Linked DNA regions of Mus musculus: regions 1, 2 and 4 are each linked to region 3. Evidence: chromatin contacts called from public HiChIP or PLAC-seq, Micro-C and promoter capture Hi-C data. All regions are on one chromosome and are shown on one strand. Each heading gives the region's core, a stretch centred on a gene start, on an enhancer-like site or on the middle of the called end of the contact. The rest is flanking DNA. Distances are from core to core; before and after follow the strand shown. Region 1 holds the start of Pgd (phosphogluconate dehydrogenase). Region 2 holds the start of Kif1b (kinesin family member 1B). Region 3 holds the start of Srm (spermidine synthase). Region 4 holds the start of Mthfr (methylenetetrahydrofolate reductase).

The links. Promoter capture Hi-C pulls out the DNA fragments that hold promoters and counts their contacts. A called contact is a pair of places that touch in the nucleus more often than the background predicts. HiChIP or PLAC-seq counts read pairs in DNA pulled down with a chosen protein or histone mark.
Region 1: a contact with region 3 is called in an H3K4me3 HiChIP or PLAC-seq map of embryonic midbrain, with 4 times the contacts expected there. The contact joins the promoter of Pgd here to the promoter of Srm in region 3. A contact is called at or near these places in 2 of 115 datasets of contacts at active chromatin or transcription factors (astrocytes and embryonic midbrain).
Region 2: a contact with region 3 is called in a promoter capture Hi-C map of liver, with 4 times the contacts expected there. The contact joins the promoter of Kif1b here to the promoter of Srm in region 3. A contact is called at or near these places in 3 of 39 promoter capture datasets (hippocampal neurons and liver) and 1 of 115 datasets of contacts at active chromatin or transcription factors (astrocytes).
Region 4: a contact with region 3 is called in a Micro-C map of embryonic stem cells, with 8 times the contacts expected there. The contact joins the promoter of Mthfr here to the promoter of Srm in region 3. A contact is called at or near these places in 1 of 39 promoter capture datasets (embryonic stem cells), 3 of 484 Hi-C or Micro-C datasets (CD8 T cells and embryonic stem cells), 6 of 115 datasets of contacts at active chromatin or transcription factors (embryonic stem cells, large pre-B cells, pancreatic cancer cells and 1 more) and 2 of 9 other capture datasets (embryonic stem cells and pancreatic islet).

What each region holds. Positions count from the first base shown.
Region 1 is chr4:149,165,341-149,168,158 of GRCm38.p6, forward strand. Pgd (phosphogluconate dehydrogenase) reads right to left here and starts at 1,365. Exons shown (of 13, transcript NM_001081274.2): 1 at 1,247-1,365; 2 at 667-742. The coding sequence starts at 1,254.
Region 2 is chr4:149,306,481-149,309,180 of GRCm38.p6, forward strand. It overlaps Kif1b (kinesin family member 1B), which reads right to left and starts at 1,253. Exons shown (of 49, transcript NM_001290995.1): 1 at 949-1,253.
Region 3 is chr4:148,590,205-148,593,008 of GRCm38.p6, forward strand. It overlaps Srm (spermidine synthase), which reads left to right and starts at 1,309. Exons shown (of 7, transcript NM_009272.4): 1 at 1,309-1,582; 2 at 1,840-1,960; 3 at 2,278-2,370. The coding sequence starts at 1,416.
Region 4 is chr4:148,037,685-148,040,472 of GRCm38.p6, forward strand. Mthfr (methylenetetrahydrofolate reductase) reads left to right here and starts at 1,393. Exons shown (of 12, transcript NM_010840.3): 1 at 1,393-1,448. Clcn6 (chloride channel, voltage-sensitive 6) reads right to left here and starts at 1,129. Exons shown (of 23, transcript NM_011929.3): 1 at 997-1,129; 2 at 230-289. The coding sequence starts at 1,083. RefSeq lists promoters at 843-1,481, 1,292-1,481, 1,734-2,788.

The DNA.
Region 1 (2,818 bases), core at 115-2,614, 580 kb after region 3:
GCCTTTTCTTTTTAAGTGCTAGGCAATCTCTGCAAAGTCCAGTCACAGCAGAGAGCCCAGGGAAAGGCGGTTGCCACTTGTTGCTTATCAGGTTGAGCCTGTCACTACTACCTGGGTCCTTTGTCCCTGGTAATCCTGGTGTCTAAGCCATGCTACTATTTAGAAAGAACATTCAGAGCCCACAGGCAGGAGGATCCTCTGACCCTGGACTCAGAAAGCTGAGATGAGAGGGCCCTGAGACTCCAGTGTGACAACACTGTGAGACAAGCTGCTGTCTACAAAGAAAAACAATCTCCATGTACCCCAAGTTTTCCTAGCTACAGCTTCCAAGATCTGGGTCCCTTTACATCTATGGTTTTCAACCTTCCTAACGCTGCGACCCTTTAATATAGCCCCTCGTGTTGTGATGACCCCCAATCATAAAACTATTTTCATAACTACGCAATAACTGTAATTTGCTAGTGTTATAAATCATAATGTTGAGAACCACTGCTTTTATATTTATTTCTATCCAAGGAGGCTCTTCCCTTAACTACAGAGGGAGCACGACTAAAGCAGAAATTCTTCTACAAAGACACCAAACAGTGCTTACTGAGTGATGCCTTGGGATCTCTGAAAAACAAATCACAGCTCTCAGCGGGAAGGCAACGTGTCCTCACTACTTACCACAAATCCATGATCATTCATGTTCAAAATTAAGTTCTGGCCCATGACAGCCAGTCCGATCAGTGCAATGTCAGCTCTGAAATGACAAAAAAAAAAAAAAACAATAAAGCAAACACAAAGAAAGGATATTAGTGTTACTTAGTGGCTTTTATTAGGACTGGCAGCCTGCACCCTTCTCGGCTCACACCATGCACCTAGGATCGACCGCACCCTGCACCCCACAGTTCCATGGAAGTTCCTTCTAAAGGGCGTCCGGGCACACGAAGCCACCCATGCCCTGCCCCTGGCCCTGCCCGTCGTTCCTTATGGCCTGGCCAGCACAAGGGGCGTGGGCCGTCCCCGACCCAGCGCGGCCTTCCTTCCCCGCGAGCCCGTCGCAGCCGCAAGCTCCCACGAAGGGGTGGCGGAGCTTGCGCTGGCCATGGCGGGGACCCTGAGGTGCAGGGGTCAGGGCTGCGCGAGGAGACCCAGGCGACCACCGGGGCTGAGGAGAACAGGGAGACAACTGAGCAGAGCCCCGCCATCACCACGCTCAGCCCCGGAAGTCTCCCGGGCCCGACTGCGCGTGTCGGTCACTCACTGGGCCATGGCGGAGGCAGACGAAGCAGAGTCGAGGAGGAAGAAACGCGAAGGACCGAGCGCTCCGAGGCAAGTACAGTGAAGTCCGGCTCCCGGCGCCTCGAGAGGCTTACAGAGACGCTGGCCAATCAGAAGACAGGGGTGGGCCGATGCCCCACGCTATTGGGTCTCTGCGGCGCCTGTTATACCACCTGAGGGCAAACGGACCCGCCCACCCCCGGGGCCCAGATCTGTAGAGCGCCGAGCAGTCGATGGCACCTCGAGCTGGAGAGGAGCGTTTAAAGGGCTTCTTCTAAGTGTTCTAGGAGCGTTTAAAGGGCTTCTTCTAAGTGTTCTAGCGGGACCTTGCACGATGCCTCCCGCTCGTGCGGAAGCTCGGGTCTGCAGCTCGGCGTGAAAGAGAAGACATTAAGGGCTTGGTGCAGCCCTTACCAAGCCCACTGGCGTTTTTGATCCATGGCTGCTGCTTCCCTTCACTGTCCCTCAACTCTGAGGCAGGAGTCAAGTCTGTCCTATCTGTGGGAACCTCAGTGTGTACCATTTTTGCAGGTCAAGAAACAGCGGTGCAAACTAAGACGAGACGGTCAGCAAGTAAAGAGCCAAGCGGGTGGAAGTGGAACCCACTCCGCAAAGTTGGCATCTGACCTCCACGTGCAGCAGTGGCGCGTGCGCCCACTCGCACAGAAAGAGAAAACGAAGCGGAGGAGAGGCTTGAGGGGTTTTGGGGGGGTGGTTTCATAATTATTTATTTTTTGTGTATTGGTTTGCCTGCATGTATGTCCGTGTACCTCGTGCGTGGCCGATACTCGGGGAGGCAAGACTGGAAGTGAGTTCTTCCTTGTGCTTGTAGCGGAACACAAGCACTCTTCTCTACCATTTCCTCAGCCCCACTACAGTTTCCGGCGCTGGAGGTCTGGGGTGCTGTTTCGCCCGCTGGTCAGACACTTTTAGTTTCAATTTACTTTTCCATTCAGACTCAGGTGTTGGTGCGCTGCTTTCTTTTTTCTTTTCTTTTTTTTTTTTTTTTTTTTTTTTTTTTTCGGGGGGCGGGATTTTTTCTCTGTGTAGCCCTGCCTGTCCTGGAACTCACTCAGTAGACCAGGCTAGCCTCGAACTCAGAAATCCGCCTGCCTCTGCCTCCGGAGTGCTGGGATTAAAGGCATGTACTACCACGCCTGGCTAGGTTCAGGTTCTTTCCATTGCCTACTCTCTCTCTAGGAGTGGCTATCATGTCCTTCAATGAATTCCTTTTATCTTTTGTAAGTTTTGCACACAGCACATAGACATAACGCTTGATGGTAAATGAAAAGACTGGCTTGCACCAGCTTCTTGAATTTTTTTCCCTCACTCCAGTACTACGAATCAAATCGTAGGTTTTGAGCATTCTAGACAAGTGCTTTGCCACTGAGCTATATCCCTTGCCTGGCCCTAAGTGACTTTCTGTTTCTCTCTGTGTCTGTATCTGTTTCTGATAAATGCCTAATGTCCCTACTCCTCCAGCCCCCTATAACCAACACACATTTATCCCAACTCTGAGCTGGTTAGACCATTATTTCCAAAACAAGGGTGGGAA
Region 2 (2,700 bases), core at 3-2,502, 720 kb after region 3:
CAACAGGCCTTCGAGGGCCAAAGCAGCGGTGGATTGCGATGATAAGGACAGAAACACAGAATTTCACCCCAACAAGAATGGAATCTTCAAGCCAGTTTACCCTGAAGGCTCATATAGCAATTCACCAAAGAGAAAAAGTGATTTGGGAGCTCAATTTTGCATTTCCAGTCGGTGAGGGTTTGCGTTGCATGAACAATGACTAGCTTGCTCTGAGTGGCCTCCCAACCCCCACAACTTGGCTTCTGGTGCGGCCAGTCACCCTGAAAGCTGCCAGGGCTGTCACTCGGTGCCTACCAGCAACCGGACTTGGCTCCTAAAGGATTTGTCAGATCATCCTCCCAATATGGCTGCCAGAGTGATCCTGGTCGGCTGAACGTCGAGCCCACACCAGCCTTCCTCCCATCTGGCCAGCATCCAACAAGCCCCCTCCCTCTGCATCGCTTCCTCCGTCCAGCCCTTGCGCCCTCCGCTCTGTCGGATGCCCTTTCCTACCTTCATCGGGCTCAGGGGCATTGCCACATTCCCGGTTGGAACCCTGATGCCAACCACAATAGGGGGTGAGAGAGCAGATGAGGGGGGAGAGATCGGCTGGCTCCTCAGAGCTGCAATGTGCGCACATACGGCGGGACAGCGACCGATCTGCTGGCCCGCGGACAGAGCGGGGCCTGGCAGCCCAGGGGAAGCGGAGGGCTGGTGCAGGGCACTGCAGGGGACCGGCAGGCCGCTGGACCAAAGCCCGGCGCTCGCGGCCGGCCGGCCAGGTCTCTCCACGGAGGGCGAGGCTCCTCACCGCGGAGCCAGAGCCCCGGCCGGCCGCGCCGCTTCCTCGCTTTGCCCCCTCCAGGCCCGTCACCGGCCGGGAGTCCCTCCCGCGGGAGCGGCCCCCTACACCGGCGCCGCGGCACCACCGCCCACCTCGCCTCGGCCGCCCCACCTCAGCCTCCTCACCTCAGCCGCGCTGCGGACAGACGGGCGAGCCGGCCGAGTCAGAAGACGCCGAGGCGCGCAGGGGCGCGGGAGGCCGGGCACCGACGCACCTCAGCGCAGGCAGCGGCCGCCGCGAGCCGCAGGGCGCCGCTCCGCAGCCCCATCACGCGGCCGCCCAGCTCTGCATCGAGGATTGGCGGGAGGCCGGGGCGCGGCTGTGGATGCGGCGGAGGAACAGAGAGAAGCCCGGATCCGAGCTGTCGCCTCCCGGGACCACTGCCGTCTGACTACACCGCGACGCTGCTCGCCAAACTCCGCCCGAAGCCGCCGGCGCGGGACACCGCCCCGAGCTAGAGCGCCGAGCGTCACCTCGGCCCGCCCAGCAACCGAGACCGACGCGGAAGGTGACCAATCGCGATGAAGACCTTGAGACAGATGACCAATAGTAAAGCGTGGCTGGAAGAGGGGGCGGGAGGTGCCGGCGGAGCGACGGAGACACTCGAGCGCCCCCTGGTGGTACGGGAGCCGATGCGGGTGCGGGTGCGGGCGTGCCTGGTGGGCGAAGCCGGTGTCCAGAGTTCCCTCCCGGGTGACCCCCGGAAAGGTGTTAGTGGGTAGCAGCCGCGCCTGTGTAGCCGAATGACCCGCTTCGTAAGGGGACAAAAAGTGGCTCAGTGACCGGGCGGGACTGGACGGTCCAGATGCCATCCGGAGAGCTGGGATTATGTGGGAGCGGCCGAGTGTGGAGTCATTGTCCGTTTAGAAAAACAGCTCAAACGGTGAAGCCACCGAGCCCGGCGCGGTGGGAACGGAACCACGCTCAGGCATGAGTGTATCCAGCAGAAAGCTTCCTAGCCTATTCTTGTCGAACCCCAGCACAACACCTCCCACACGCCACCTTGGGAGAAAAGGAGGAATGAGTAATGGGAAAGCATGACTTAGTGGGCATTCAGCGTCTCCTTGGGAGATGGCGTGCTGGTGTGAGCACAGGAACAAAACGCTTTGTATCGCGCCCAGTGAATGGACTGAGCGGCCTGAGAGAGATGCCCCTAGAGGGGGTTACCAGGGCTCATAAGAACACAAAAGCTCTATGAGCCATGTTTTTTAAAAATCAGATTTAGGTTCAGCTCAAATGAAAAGCCCCACAGACGTTCATAAGCAGCTCAATTCAGTGCTTAGTAAAATATCACAATGACAACCTGCCAATCACACTGCATTTTAAGGTTAGAGGATGTGGTTTGGATTTATTAGCAGAAATTGAAAGTAAGATTTTTTTTTTTCTCTCAACCCTGACTTTAATACAGAATTACTGGGTAGAGAAAGGCCTACACACTAAAACGTGAGAATTAACTTTCTACACTAACGACTCTGGGCAATCACCATGCCACTGAAGTTCCAGACTCCCACTATTCCACATTCATTGGACACTTCTCATTGTGTTTATTTACTTGTTTGTTCTTGTTTGTTCAAGACAGAGGGTCTTGGTAGCTCAGGCTCTCCTGAAACTCACCAAGCAGACAAGGCTGTCTTGAAACCTACAGAGAGATCTGTCTACCTCTGCTTCCTGACTGCTGGGATTAAAGATCCGTACCACTAAGCCCAGCTCTCATTTTCTTTAGAATGTACACTCCACCTTCCCACAAAAGGAGTTGATGTCATTTATTCTGAAACACACACAGAATAGAATTGCTTAAAATATTAGGAGCAACGATTTGAGTGGAAGGTCAGCCTGGGCTACATAGAGAAACCCTGTCTTAAACAAACCTAGATGGC
Region 3 (2,804 bases), core at 59-2,558:
TTTTTTTTTTTTTTTTTTTTTGGTTTTTCGAGACAGGGTTTCTCTGTGTAGCCCTGGCTGTCCTGGCACTCACTTTGTAGACCAGGCTGGCCTCGAACTCAGAAATCCGCCTGCCTCTGCCTCCCGAGTGCTGGGATTAAAGGCGTGCGCCACCACTCCCGGCTTCTTTTTAAAAAAAAAAAATTTTTTTTTTAGATTTATTTATTATTAAATGTAAGTACACTGCAGCTGTCTTCAGACACACCAGAAGAGGGCATCAGATCTCATTACGGATGGTTGTAAGCCACCATGTGGTTGCTGGGATTTGAACTCAGGACCTTTGGAAGAGCACTCAGTGCTCTTAACTGCTGAGCCATCTCTCCAGCCCCCCTCTTTATCTTTTTATGTACACAACACATGCTGTCCCCGTCAAGTTCGTAAAACTGGACACGAATCTCCATCTGAGCCATTGTGACCCTGGATGCCCTGGTAGCAACTTTGTAGACCTCCCTCCCTCCCTCCGTTTGCGAGCTTGAAGTCAGCCAAGGCAGGGACAGGGCTCCAAGCAACAGCTCATGCCCTTCAGCTGTGCGTTATGACAAGGGGACATGCTCCCACTCCAGGTGGAGGCTGCTGAGTATCAGTCAGAAACCGTCCCTGACACCGTGTCAGGAATAGCTTATTCGTGGTTCGTCTTCCTTCTTTGGCATTCAAACTGTGTATGGAGCAATTAGCATTTAATATTCGGTAATTAGCATGCTTAATGTGATTCTGATAAGTTCCTTGACATTTTCATAAAAACAGCCACGTTCCCTCCCACCCTTCAAGGAGCAAGACCCAGTTTGTAAAAAGAAAAAAAAAGCCGCGCCAGTCTTTTTTGGTTTTGAATATGCATGTGCGGGGCCTCAGCTGGTAAATTTAGAAAGAGCTCCATTCTTATTCTGCAGCCACCCGCTCCTGGCTGACAATCCGGAGCAAAGTAGCCAAATGGCGCGACAATCCTCGCAAGTAAATAAAAGTCCCATGTGCGCCCAGACTAGACACGATCTGCTCAAACCCTACGGGGGTCCAAGGATGGGCCCCAGCCCTCGAACCGCTGCGCCGGCGCGGCCCGCCCCGGAACCCTCCCGCCGCCAGGGCCTCTCCCCACGTGGCCCGGCAGCCGGCCGCACTACCCTGCTGCGGCTGACAGACAGCACGGCCCAACCAATCACTGCTAGTTGCAGCCCGGGGAGCCAATGAACTCCTGGTGAAGCTGCGGGCCGGCCCACGCCGCCATTGGAGAGCCGGGGTCCCGCCCCTCCGTAGGCCCCGCCCCCGAGCGGGTTAGGTTGCGGCGCGGGCAGCGGGCAGAGCTGGTCACGTTGTGCTGGGGGGGGTCCGCGCGCCCTGCAGTCCCGAACCCGCTACGCGCTCCGTCGGCCCGCCCGCCCGCCATGGAGCCTGGCCCCGACGGCCCAGCCGCGCCCGGCCCCGCCGCCATCCGTGAGGGCTGGTTCCGAGAGACCTGCAGCCTGTGGCCCGGCCAGGCCCTGTCGCTGCAAGTGGAGCAGCTGCTTCACCACCGGCGATCGCGGTACCAAGACATCCTCGTCTTCCGCAGGTATGGCCCGCCGCGCGCCGGTGCAGCTGTCAGAAGTTCTGCGCTGGGCCCGGCCCTGCGTCCACGTGTCACTATCGGGACACGTCAGCCGAGGGGACCCCGGGACCCACCCAGCCCCCACACGTGGCTCGCCTGCCACGTGTCACCCCGAATGCCCACCCCTGGACCCCATGGCGGCCACGTGCACGCCCAGGGAGGACAGGGACCTAACCTCCCAGTGTCCCAGGACCCACGTCCCCGACTGTCTCTGCCCGCAGTAAAACCTACGGCAACGTGCTGGTTCTGGATGGCGTCATCCAGTGTACTGAGAGGGATGAGTTCTCCTACCAGGAGATGATCGCCAACCTGCCGCTCTGCAGCCACCCCAACCCGCGGAAGGTACCGCATTGCCCCTGGGTTCAGCCCTGAGCTCGGGGTCCTAGAAAAGCATGTCGGGCTGACACTAGGTGAGGATGTTTGGGGGCAGATGCTACCCAGATGACTGTCAGAAAATGCGGGTCGGTCAGGATGAATAGAGCTCCTGGGAGAGCTGGTCTCCTTAGAAGCCCCGAGAGGGGAACCCAGGCTGCCAGGAAGGACCCCGTGGCACAGAAGCGTTCTGGAGAGTAGAGAATGACTCAGAGTCCTGTAGCTGGGAAGATCAGGTTCTGTGGGAGTGGGCCTGCTCAGTCCTGACTTGTCCTTCCCTGGCCCAGGTGCTGATCATCGGGGGTGGAGATGGGGGCGTCCTACGGGAAGTGGTGAAGCACCCCTCTGTGGAGTCGGTGGTCCAGTGCGAGATTGATGAGGTGGGTGCAGTCCAGGAGGCCTGGATTTGAGTCACCAGAGTCAGCTCTGTCCCATCCTGACTCTGCACCCCGAGGCGCAATGTTCTTACCATCCCTGCCCTGTTTCCTCAGTCTGAAAAGAGGGTTCAGTAGGAAAACCAGATTGTTAAGGCCTGGCACACACCACACCATGGATGTTAACTCTTAGTGCTTTCAGAGCCCAGGCAGAGCCAGAGAGCTCAACAACTTATGGCATCTCCCCTTGAGACCCAGCATGGTTTTAGTGAGCACTTACTGTATGCTGAGTGTTACCCAAGGTGCTGGGTTGATACGGCCATGGACAGGTGAGCCCCTGAGTGTAGAGCTGGTGTTTGGGTTGGAGAAGACACCATAACACAGCATGACATGATGAGGCCAGACAGGGATAAAAGATATGGAGAACACAGGCTGATAGG
Region 4 (2,788 bases), core at 143-2,642, 550 kb before region 3:
AGAGCTTCGACCCTGGGTCCCTGGAAGGTTTAATGGCAAACACGCTCTATATCCAGGCAGAACTGGAATGCATCACCACCAGACTGTGGGACCAGGTTAAGGACTTGCTAGGCAGTCATCTCCCCCATTCCCTGAGGCAGAGGGTCAAAGAGCATCTCTGGTTGGAGGCCTGAAGCACTCAGTCCTCTCACTACACCAGTTACCCAGGACAGCATCTGGAACACCTCACCTCATAGTCTTTCCTTGGAAGAATCTCATCCTCTTCTTCCTGTGTCTCCCCAAGGATGGTCTAGAAAAACAGATTCACAGAATGGAGATCTTTTAATGGGTTAAGGGTACAAGGAGGGTAGTATTATTAAAATCGAAATTAGCTAGAGCCATCTTCAAAGAGGAACAATGTTTCAAAACCATGAGCTCTACATTTCTATTGATCGGCGAATTCTTTAAATCGTAATGCTCACCTTCAGGACACCTGAAAGATGTCTGATGGCAGCTTCGTTGGAGGAGAAAATTCGTGTTTCATTTGACAATAGACTGACTACGGAATCGGGGGGAATGAATCAATTCTGAGAACACAACTCAAGTTTTCCCAGCTTGCTTTGCACGGGGAAGCTGGATCACCAGTGACCCAGAAAGAGTGAAGGGTAGAGAATAAGAACAGGCCAGAGAAACTACACCAACGGCATGGGCGTCACGTCCCGCGCAAGGGCTCATTCTACAATGCTTGCTTCGTTCAAAACTCAAAGAGAATATGGACGGCATTAATTCAAGCTGGCCGAGGCCCTCCCTCGGAGTCCAGAGAGAGGTTATAGAACAGAACTCTGGCTGGGGCACGCGGAGGTAAGCTGGATGCTTCCCGAGCCCAGGCAGCGGTCTCCGGGCCCCACCCGCTGCCACCTGCAGGCGCGGTCCGGCGCGGCCCCACCCCCGGCAACGCCTCTTGTCATCCTGTCATCCCTCCGTAGCCACCCCTTCCCCAGCCAGGCAGCCGCTCACCAGCTCCTCGGGGGTGCGGCTCTCCCGTTCACCGCAGCAGCAACACCACCGGCAGCAGCAGCACACGGACCCCCTGCACCCCGCCATCTTCCTCCTTTGCTGCCGCTCCGGACCACCTAGGCCAACCCCCCTCCCACCCAGGATCCGCGCCTCACGTGACTGGCCCCGGGAGGGTCACGTGGCCCTCTCGAGCTCTGGGTCCGGAGACAGGGAGTGGCTGCAGACGGGTGGGGCGAGGGCTCGCGTCACATGACGCAGTACTTGGCTGGCTTCCCCTGAGACCTCTGGGCGCGGCCATGTTGGGGCGGGACTTCCGGCCGTCGTCTCGTCTCGTAGATGTGGCTTCCGCCTGCCGCTCGTCCTGTTTCCCTTAGCAACCGACAGCTCCGCCCCGCCTTCTTCGCCAGCCCTAGGGAGGTGGCACCCTCGCCGCCACCGATCTGACGCAAGAGGTAACGCAAAAGGCTTGGGACGCTGCGGATAGATTCGCAGAGTCGGGAACACACCACCGCAAGCTAGACCTGTGGGCAGGCGGTTAGGTGCTGGCCGGCCCTTTGCACGTGAAGGCTCCTTAGGGCCTATGAATACTCATGGAGGCTGTCACCCCAGCCCCACTACCTGCAGGAAGGTATCTCAAAGTTAAAGGAATCCTGGATCTGGGGCAGTGATCCAGACCCTGCAGCCTTCTGGGACCCGCATCCCCGCCACGGCCTGTGACCCATTGACCAGGTGACCCGATTACCATCCCTCAGGCCATGGTGGCTGCCTGCCATAGTGTCTGTCTGTCTAGCTCTCTCGCTCGCTCTCTGGGATTTTGTTTGGTTTGGTTTGGTTTTCGCGACAGATTCTCTGTGTAGCCCTAGCTGTTCTGAAACTCTCTGTAGATCAGGCCTCGAACTCCGAGATCCATTGCCTCCTGCGAGCTGAGATTAAATATGTGCGTTGTCATGCCTGGTTGCCATAGTCTCTTAAACCCATCTCCCTGACAGCATCTGGAAAGGAAGAGTGGACCGACCATTAGTTTCAACGCCCAGGTGTCCATAGCATCCTGCAGTTCACATGCATCTATCACAACTCTTCCGGGAGTGGTGGGCTCAGTGTTTGTCAGTCTTATTTAAATGATCAGTAGGTGGCAGCGAGGCATTTTGAGATTGGTGTGGAGGTCTTGGCAGTTTTGAGCCCAGTGAGTACTGCCTGTTTTACTACTCTGCCAGGCACTGGCGATGCCACGCCTGAGACTGGTCTTTCTGGTCCAGTCACAGGCAGGGGACTGGACAGTAGAAGGGTAAACAAATTTGTCGGTTCACAGGCTCATCCTTGTGTGATTTGGGAGCTCAACTAATAATGGATAGGGGGTGGGAACTGTTAGAAATGCTTAAACCGAGCCGGGTGTGATGGCGCACGCCTTTAATCCCAACACTCAGGAGGCAGAGGCAGGCGGATTTCTGAGTTTGAGGCCAGCCTGGTCTACAAAGTGAGTTCCAAGACATCCAGGGCTCTACAGAAAAACCCTGTCTCGAAAAACCAGAAAAAAAAACAAAAATGCTTAAACCTTGGAGCGGTTTGCTGTGCCTGAGTCAGCTCCTCCGGTTTTGTTCCAGCAGTGAAAACGAGGCATTTCCCTTGGGTGGAGGAGGAAGGCCTTTGAAGGCCTTTCTCACTCTCCATGAGAACCTGGCAGTTTTAGGTCAGAACAGAAGTGGGACAGATAGATTGGGAGTAACACTGGCACTAAGTCTGGAGTCCAGGAGGGGAAAGAGCAATGGATTTCTTCCGATTCTTGAAGCTGAGA